Linked DNA regions of Mus musculus: regions 2 and 3 are each linked to region 1. Evidence: chromatin contacts called from public HiChIP or PLAC-seq data. All regions are on one chromosome and are shown on one strand. Each heading gives the region's core, a stretch centred on a gene start, on an enhancer-like site or on the middle of the called end of the contact. The rest is flanking DNA. Distances are from core to core; before and after follow the strand shown. Region 1 has its middle 21 kb from the start of Thoc3. Region 2 holds the start of Hrh2 (histamine receptor H2). Region 3 holds the start of Higd2a (HIG1 domain family, member 2A).

Region 1 (2,755 bases), core at 172-2,671:
CAAGTTCACAGTCTGAGGGGCATCGAGTGTGGTTACTGCAGCCCCAGCTCTGAACACAGGACTGTGCACTTTGGGCCGGGTGCCGCCATGATACGCAGTGCGAGTGAATGGTCCGCAAATACCTCAGCTCAGACCGGGGGCTTCTGCCTGTTATGAATTGCAGTGCTTTGATGGTACATGGTAAGTTTAATGCTTTTCCACAGAATGGTTTAATTACGGAAAACAAAGACTTCAGTGTTTCTCAACAGGGCTCAGCAGGTGAGTACCAAAGCAATCTTTGGGTCTTGGGTTGTACCGAGTTAGGGTGTTTGATTTTTAAAAATTGCTGTTGAGTTGAGTTTCATTTAAATAAGTCATTAAATGAAGTTTGACTTGGAATTAGAACAGTCTCCAACAACTTCTGGAGCAGCCTAAATACGCTTCTGTCGTTTTGTACTGTGTATGTGAAATGGCATTCTCGTTATTGACCATTTTAAATCAAAAATATACTTATCAACTCTGAAAGACATGGAAATACCCCACACATTCAAATATGCTGTTAGTATTTTATTCTTTACACAGAAAACAGACACAATGCCATGGTATGAAAATTTGCTTTAGTTTTAATAAACGGTAACATGTATACCAAAAATTTTAAAAATAAATTTCCTTGCTGGGTGTCATGAGTCCACAACTTTAACCCCAGTGTTTGGGAGATAGAGGCAGGCAGATCTCTGTGAGTTCAAAGCCAGTCAGAGCTACATAGTAAAATGTAAATAAAAATCCCTAAATGACAAAATTTGTGTTTGATTTGTATCCCTATTTTATATACTTACACACCCGTGGTTCTGTAAGAATTTTCTGGCCAAAAGAGATCATAAAACATATAAGGAGCCCAGGCCTCATCCATCCGGCTCCTGGATCTCCGGTTCCTCTCCCAGCCTCAAGTCTTGATACGTGGGATCTGGAGAACCAGAATGAGATTTGTGCATTGGGACCCTTTGATGAAATCGTTGGCATCTCAGCATCCACAGGTGTGTGACCCTGACTCCGCTTCTAATCAGTTTGGTTGGCTCTTTTGGGGGTTGGAAGCTCTTGGACAGCAATGTCACGTGGCCTCAGGCTTTTGGCTGCAGGCAGGCAGATCTTTCCCAAGTGCTCACCTCCCCAAGCAGGGGCTTTTCCACAGGTGAGGAGGGAGTGTCTTCCGGTGAGCTCCGCTCTAAGGGGGCTCTCTCACAGCCCCGAAAGCACTCCTTCAGTTAGGCTTTGCGCTCAGAGAGAGTTTCCGAGAGAGAGCCCCGCTTATTGCTTATTTCTCGCTAAAGGGAGGAGGTGGTGGGGCTGGCTGTGAAGGGGCCAACAGTTGAGCTAAGGGGGTCAGCTTAAGTGCCTTGCCGGTCTTTAAGCAGTTGGAAGTTCTGTTTTAAGAAAGACCACCTGGGGCAGTGTGGAGCCTTGCAGATCAGAAGGGAGCAATGCTGGAGGCTGCTGCATAGCTTCTGCTCAGAAAAGCCGCAGAATCAGCTTAAACTCCTGCTGTTAGGTCTGGCCCTCGAGTTTTAGCTTTTCTGTTGGCTGCGCATTGCTGGAACAGAATACCGGAACTTCAAAGGAAATGTTTATTTCAGTGGAGGGAGGGAGAGAGGGAGGGAGGGAGAGTGAGGGGGGGGACAGAGAGGGAGAGGGAGAGGGAGAGGGAGAGGGAGAGGGAGAGGGAGAGGGAGAGGGAGAGGGAGAGGGAGAGGGAGAGGGAGAGGGAGAAACAGGAGATAGAAATACCCTCTTTAAGGGATGCCCCAGTGAATTGCTTCCTCGACTAGGCCCCACATCTTGAATTTCACTACCGTCTAATCTCTCCACTAGCTAGTAGTCAAGCCTCCAAGTTAACGCCCAACACTGTCAAGGAGACACTGCTGCTTTGTACAAGGACACAGCTCCGGCTTGTAAACGGATTAAACTACAGATCCTCCCCCCCCCCCCCCGCCCCAGTAGCCGTATGGCCTTGGCCTTTTAAACTTTTATGAGCCTCAGTTTCCTCTCCTGTAGACTAGATACTACCTGATTCCAAAGAGAGTTGTAAGAACTCTGGGTGACCCGAGACTGCTCGGCACAGTTCCTGCGAACAGCATCCTGCAGTAGGAGGCTGTTTGTGATCTTATTGGTGCCACTAGGGAGACTGTAGCAGAGTCCAGAGGGCAAGGGACCCACCCAGGCTAGCGGCTGTAGGAGGGAAGGTAACGGAGGTGGTTTACAGGTTCGAAGCTTGGTGATCCTCTCTCAGTGGTGCTGTTAAGATCCGTGGACCATTCCCTGTGTGGCCACTAGAGGGAAGCAGAGGCAAGGCTGCGGTTGGAAACCCGCTCCAGGATGCAGTGCGGCTGTCTGCTTTCAGCCTTAAATTCCCTGTTGAGCTGGACTGTGTCTCTGCCTTGAACAACCCCTCTTTTCTTCCGCTGAACACATGCTGATGGTTTTGAAAAATTACTCGAGGTTCCTTCGTGCTCCTGCTTGCTCTGGGTCTGGGGGTCAGCAGAAATGTGTGCTTTAATTTCTAAAGACACAGACTGTACAGGACGTGGGGCCCATGCCCTGCAGCTTGGCTAGTTGCTTGGGGTCTGCTCCATCTTGCACCCTCCCTGCTTGCCAGCTCTTTCCTGTGTTCTTTGATCTTGTGTGTAGAGTATTAAACTGAGCCTCAAATCCTTAATCCATTTTGAAGGCTGGCCGGGGGCAGCGTTTCTATGGGCCCACTAAACAGCGCTGGCTGGATCGT
Region 2 (2,755 bases), core at 182-2,681, 260 kb after region 1:
CTATAGCCAAGTCTACACTGGGAGCTGTGCATTTCATGCTCTTATTTAATGGCTGGGACTAGAATGATACAAAGCAGTATCACCCCTGCAGCTGGGAGGATGGGAGGCCAAACTCCACAGCAGGGACTACGGGAAATCACTGTGGAGAACCTCGGTTTCTCCGTCTGCAATAGGGGGTTAACAATACCGGTCCCCAGAAGTACTGTGATGACAACTTTAGTCTGAATTATTATACACCTAATGTGCCTGGTGCCAGGCCTGCCCACAAATGATATCTTTACTCTTTCCGGTTTTCCCCAAACCCAGCTCAGAGATCAGTCCCATAGTCCTGGATAACCTTTGGGGAAAGCAAACATGTTTATAGAAATTCATAACTCTCTCTTATAATTAAGAAAGCAGAAGCTTGGCCAAGACTTATCTGGGAGATGTCTCTTAAAAAAGCCACCTTGACATGTGTCTGAGGGGAGGGGTGGGGCTCCTAAGACTTGAACCTCTCCATTCTCTGGGCCCTGTTCTATGCCTCATGCTTAGCTACATATATGACCTCCAGACAAACAGTGCCAAGGCTCAGTAGACGCCAAAGTTAGTGTATGACAGTGACCAGTGGGAACACCTCTGCTCAAGGGTGCTTTACTGCCCTGTGAATGTCAGAGGGGGAAACTGAGGCTTTCAGGCTCAAGGTCACTGGGTTTCTCAAACCAGAGTCAAGGCCACTTCTGAACTTCCACTACCAGTGAACAGCTATCAGATGTCCCTGGTGTCTCGGACAGCTACCAGAACAGCTACCAGAGTCCCTCCCAGTCTAGCGCAGGGAACTCCTCGCTTCCCAGCAGCCCAGGAATGGGGCAGCAGCCCAGGAGGACTTAGGCAAGGCGACCTGTTCTTGAGAAACTAGACAGCCTCCTTCCTGTCAGCCCCTGACGCTTCACTGGTGCTGGGGAGTCAAAAGTCTCTCCAAGCTCCCACACATATATCAGGAGACTCACGCCACCGCCCAGAGGGCACAAAGCAAGCCTTTAAGCGCAAGAAGATTTTCAAATTCACCTTAGAGGGCACGGGGGTGTGAGGCTACCCTGGCATCCCTCACATCCGCGGGATGAGGCAGCAAGCCTAGCTCATAACACCCCTTTGGGGGTGGGTATGACCCTTGAGGGTGACAGGGAGGAAATCTAGGTAGAGGCATCAGCCCAAGGTCAGGTGCTTCCTGTGTGCAGCGCAGCCTGAGGTCGATCTGGGGACGGGGGTCGGCAGGAATCTGAAGCAGGCAGCCAAAGTGGCCACGCCACAGCCTGGTCTCCGCGCAACCCCACCCGCGTCCCCATCCCGAGGCGACGTCTGCCAGGAGGCGTCGGTCACCTTACCTTACCTGGTGCTGCTGCTGTGCGCCACCGGCTGTACCGGGTCGCTTAGGACTGCGCGCTTGCACTGGCTGGGGCAAGGATGGAGCTGGCGGCGTGCGCCTAGCACCCACTTCCTCGTCCCCGCCCCCAACTCGCTCCTCCTCGTTCTGAAAGCCGCTCCTTTCCTCAGCGTTTTCTCCCATATTCATCCTCCCCTCTTCCTTTCTCCCCCCTCTCCCTTTCCCCCCTCTTCCCCTTCTTCCTTCTGTCTCCCCCTTTCTTGCTCTCTCTTCCTCCCTCTCTTCCCCCTTCCCAACCCCCCTTTTCTTCTTTGGACGCTTTCACCCCTCCCTCTTCTTTCCTCCCTTTCACATGGTCATCTGTCACGTCCCCCCCCTCCCGCCACCACCCCCACCACCACCCCGCCACCCCCACCCCCACCCCGCCACCCCTCCTACATATTCTGGCTACTTATTCTGGGCAGCTCCCTGGCCTGAGACTCTGCCCACCTGTGTGCACATTGATGGTGTGAGGGGAGATGCTCAGTCTTGGCTCACTCTGGTTTGAGAACGCTAGGCCAGAAATCTGATGAGCCCTTCACCTGAGTTCCTCCAGGACCTGACCACTCCGAGAATGGCCAGTTGCGAGAGAAGAACCAGCTTTTCTGAGAAAATCCTGGAAGATCTTGGGAATCTGGAAAGCCAGATTTGGGTAGATCTCAGTCAGCCCAGGGGTTCTGGTGGAAAGAAATGGGAGGGGGTTGGGGCTTTGGAAGCAGGACAAATAAAAACTGTCCAGGTAGACTGTTCCACCTCCTAGATGCTGAGCCAGTGCAACCTGAGGCGGAGTGTCTGGCAGGAGGTAGTGTCTCAAATCAGTGCAGACCCAAGCCTCTTACTTTTCTTTGACAAACTCCCTCCACGTAGCAGATTCCCCTCAAGTACCCAGGGGCAGCTCATCTGGCCACCTGCCTCCCTAGCTAGGCTGCTACTCCAGTGCCTAGCACAGCACTGTGGTCATTCTGCCTGTCCCTATCTTCTCTCCTGAAGTTCTTGTGGCAAGCACTAGATAAGTGTCTCTATTTGTGAGCCAGTTTCCTCCTCTGTGACCCTAAGGGTCATGCTCACCTCACGGAGGCTTGGATAACAACAGATAAAGCCTTGGGCCAAGGCAGTGAAAGGGATACAGGGTGAGCTTTGTGCACACTCTGCTCACTAGGGATGCATTCGCCATGTTCCCTTGTGCCAAACCAGTCTGTTTCCAAGGTAGACTTTTGAGCTCTTCTCTTGCCATTCACAAAGCATCTTAGGTCATCTCTAAAACGTGCAAGTTGGTCACATGTCTCTGCTCCTGGGCGTCCAACCCTCCCACACTTTCTGCTTTAGTCACACACAGAACCAGGCTCCTCCTGTCCC
Region 3 (2,755 bases), core at 176-2,675, 140 kb before region 1:
CACTAGGCTCTATGTTCCTCTTTCACAACTGGAGAATAAACCTCCGGCCTCACAATCACTATGTACTGTACTGCTGAGCTGTACCCTCAGGCCATTTTAAATGATACAGAGTCTAAGTTACTCTACTGAGTGATCTTGCATTTTTTTTTTTTTCCGAGACAGGGTTTCGAGACAGGCTCTGTATAGCCCTGGCTGTCCTGGAACTCACTCTGTAGACTAGGCTGGCCTCAAACTCAGAAACCCACCTGCCTCTGCCTCCCAAGCGCTGGGATTAAAGGCATGTGCCACCACTGCCCGGTGATCTTGAACTCTTGAAGTCATGTGCAGTCAGGCAAGATTCTTTCTTCTCCCTCAACCTTCAGAACAGTTAAGGCAATAGGCATGCACTGTCAGACCTAGCTGATTTTTAAAGGCCAGTCCTACTGACAGCCTGTTCCCTCTTAAAAATTTAAAGGAAAAATCATGGTTTTGATCGTAGGAATGAGATTAAGAAATAGTTCATCACATACAAGTGTAATAAGCTTTTATTAAGTAATTAAGGGGACGCATCACAAATAGAAGCATGCAACCCAACTGAAATGAACCTGGGATTTTGGGAGCGGGAGGGGGCAGCGGTGGAAGCGCAAATCAGTTACAAAATCGGCCACTTCCTCACCCAAATGACAATAAGGTCCGGTCTGAAACGGAGGGAGCAAGTCTGACAGGGATGTCTGTTGTTCCTGGGTTTTGTAATGGTTTCCATGGCGCTTTAAGACCCGGCTATACTCAGGCTTGAGACTTCATAGCAGATGCCGCTAACCCCAACAAGATGGCTACGACCGTGAAACCCTGTGCAGCGATCCGGGTGCGCATCATGAGTTGGGATCGGTGGCTCTGGCCGCGGTGGAAGCAGTAAAGGCCATAGGTGAGGGCAGCCGCCGTCCCCAGACAGCCTGGGGAGAGGACAACACACGCGGGAGGCAACAGGTCGGGTCCTGCAGGTCCCTTAAGGATGTAGCCCGTCCCAGCTTTCCCAGAGCCACAACAGGAGGGCAGTTCTACAGTCTGCTTCATCTAGTCCCAAGCCCCGCAATGCATTCCGATTCGTTTCAGTCACCCCCCACCCCGCACCGTCATTTCGTCACACCTCTGGTCCGCTCCCCTTCCCAAACCCCAGGCTTACTTGATCCACCCCTATTTCCTTTCCCTACGAAACCGCTGTCCTCTCGGTCTTCCGTTCCTACAGCACACACTTACCTATAGGCACCATTGGGTTCTCACGGGTCTTGCGAATAAACTTTTCCTTAAAGCCCTCTGGGTTGGAGTAGACCGTGGGGCTGAAGCCCTCGATAACTGGGGGCTTGGACGGATCAAAAGGCGCCTCTGGACTCACAGGACCGGGAGCCGCCATACCCACCAGCACAGAAATAGGTAGGACACAAATCCGGACACCGGACCCCGCCTTCTGATGAGGTCACTACGGGGCGGGGAAATAGCTTGCTGAGTGTAGCACGCAGGCGCCATTGCCCGTTGCTTTCTGGGAGTTGTAGTAAGTGAATGTGGAGGCACTAACTACTAAAACTACATTTCCCAAGAATCCTTGCGCGCACGGGTGGACGGAGACTATTAACACGCGGCTCTGAGAGCGTGGTTCTTGAGTTTGAGCTGCTGTTTCAAGGGTTTGAGCTGCTGTTGGGGCAGTTAGCGAGATGCCCAAGGCTAAGGGAAAGACTCGGAGGCAGAAGTTCGGTTACAACGTCAACCGAAAGCGTCTGAACCGGAATGCTCGTCGGAAGGCAGCGCCACGGATTGAGTGGTGAGGGGCCAGTTTGGAGGCGGGGGCCTGGGCTGGGATCTAAGGTGAGGTGACAGAATCTCGATTTCTCTCTCTCTCTTTGATGTTAGTTCCCACATACGACATGCCTGGGACCACACCAAATCCGTGCGGCAGAACCTGGCGGAGATGGGGTTGGCCATGGACCCCAACAAGGCGGTTCCCCTCCGTAAGAAGAAGGTACTGATAACGCAAAGCACTTTCCCCATCTCCACACTAGCCGCTTCCTATTTTCCTTCCCACCTGACGTTCCTTCACTGAGCAGAGTTTCAGAATTTGTTCTCTCTCTCTCTCTCTCTCTCTCTCTCTCTCACACACACACACACACACTTACTTCCCATATTTGTGATAAAGTCATTTTGCTTGCACTAATTCTGGTCAAAGACCTTTAACGACCTCCTTTATTCACGCCCCCTCCTCTGCTTACCATTTCTTCTCAGGTCAGTGGAATTTTCTAGAATGTATCTTTTTCTGTCCCCCAGAGCTTGAGGGGTTTTTTTTGTTTTGTTGTTTTTTCGTTTTTCGAGACAGGGTTTTTCTGTATAGCCCTGGCTGTGCTGGAACTTACTTTGTAGACCAGGCTGGCCTCGAACTCAGAAATCTGCCTGCCTCTGCCTCCCAAGTGCTGGGATTAAAGGCGTGCACCAACACCCCCCGGCTTACCCCAAGAGTTTTTTTTTTTTTTTTTTTTTTTTTAGTAAAATTATAACTAAGCACTGGCAGGTAAGTCCTCCCCATGAAGAAGCTATCGGACATGGCTCCCTGTAACTTATAAAGCGCTCTTCATGCACATGGTTTTTGTGGTGCTACTACACAGCAGAGTAAGGAAAGCATAGATATAGGCAGAAAGATGAATTGCTTGTTAAAAATATTACTGTGGGTGTCATATGCAACTGTATGAACATATCATGTGTGGTGTGACATGTGAGTGTGAGCATTAAC

Evidence for each region. HiChIP or PLAC-seq counts read pairs in DNA pulled down with a chosen protein or histone mark.
Region 2: an H3K4me3 HiChIP or PLAC-seq map of forebrain shows a contact between it and region 1, with 3 times the contacts expected there. The contact joins the promoter of Hrh2 here to the enhancer-like site in region 1. A contact is called at or near these places in 6 of 39 promoter capture datasets (the 3T3-L1 cell line, the C10 cell line, cranial neural crest and 2 more), 3 of 15 datasets of contacts at CTCF or cohesin (the NIH/3T3 cell line, large pre-B cells and pro-B cells), 5 of 115 datasets of contacts at active chromatin or transcription factors (embryonic basal ganglia, embryonic stem cells, forebrain and 1 more) and 1 of 9 other capture datasets (embryonic stem cells).
Region 3: an H3K4me3 HiChIP or PLAC-seq map of pro-B cells shows a contact between it and region 1, with 2.9 times the contacts expected there. The contact joins the promoter of Higd2a here to the enhancer-like site in region 1. A contact is called at or near these places in 1 of 39 promoter capture datasets (liver), 8 of 115 datasets of contacts at active chromatin or transcription factors (T-cell acute lymphoblastic leukemia, bone marrow-derived macrophages, double positive thymocytes and 4 more) and 2 of 9 other capture datasets (adipose tissue and liver).

The regions. Positions count from the first base shown.
Region 1 is chr13:54,446,732-54,449,486 of GRCm38.p6, reverse strand. No RefSeq gene overlaps it. Among named protein-coding and RNA genes, the nearest start is that of Thoc3, 21 kb to the left of the region's middle. Within about 2 kb of position 1,421, at least 60 of the 459 cell types and tissues checked have an H3K27ac peak or open chromatin away from gene starts, as enhancers often do. A contact at or near this core is called in forebrain and pro-B cells, where this site is marked.
Region 2 is chr13:54,190,805-54,193,559 of GRCm38.p6, reverse strand. It overlaps Hrh2 (histamine receptor H2), which reads right to left and starts at 1,431. Exons shown (of 3, transcript NM_001010973.2): 1 at 1,367-1,431.
Region 3 is chr13:54,588,901-54,591,655 of GRCm38.p6, reverse strand. Higd2a (HIG1 domain family, member 2A) reads right to left here and starts at 1,425. Exons shown (of 2, transcript NM_025933.3): 1 at 1,237-1,425; 2 at 509-932. The coding sequence starts at 1,390. The coding sequence ends at 766. Nop16 (NOP16 nucleolar protein) reads left to right here and starts at 1,582. Exons shown (of 5, transcript NM_178605.4): 1 at 1,582-1,795; 2 at 1,885-1,993. The coding sequence starts at 1,689.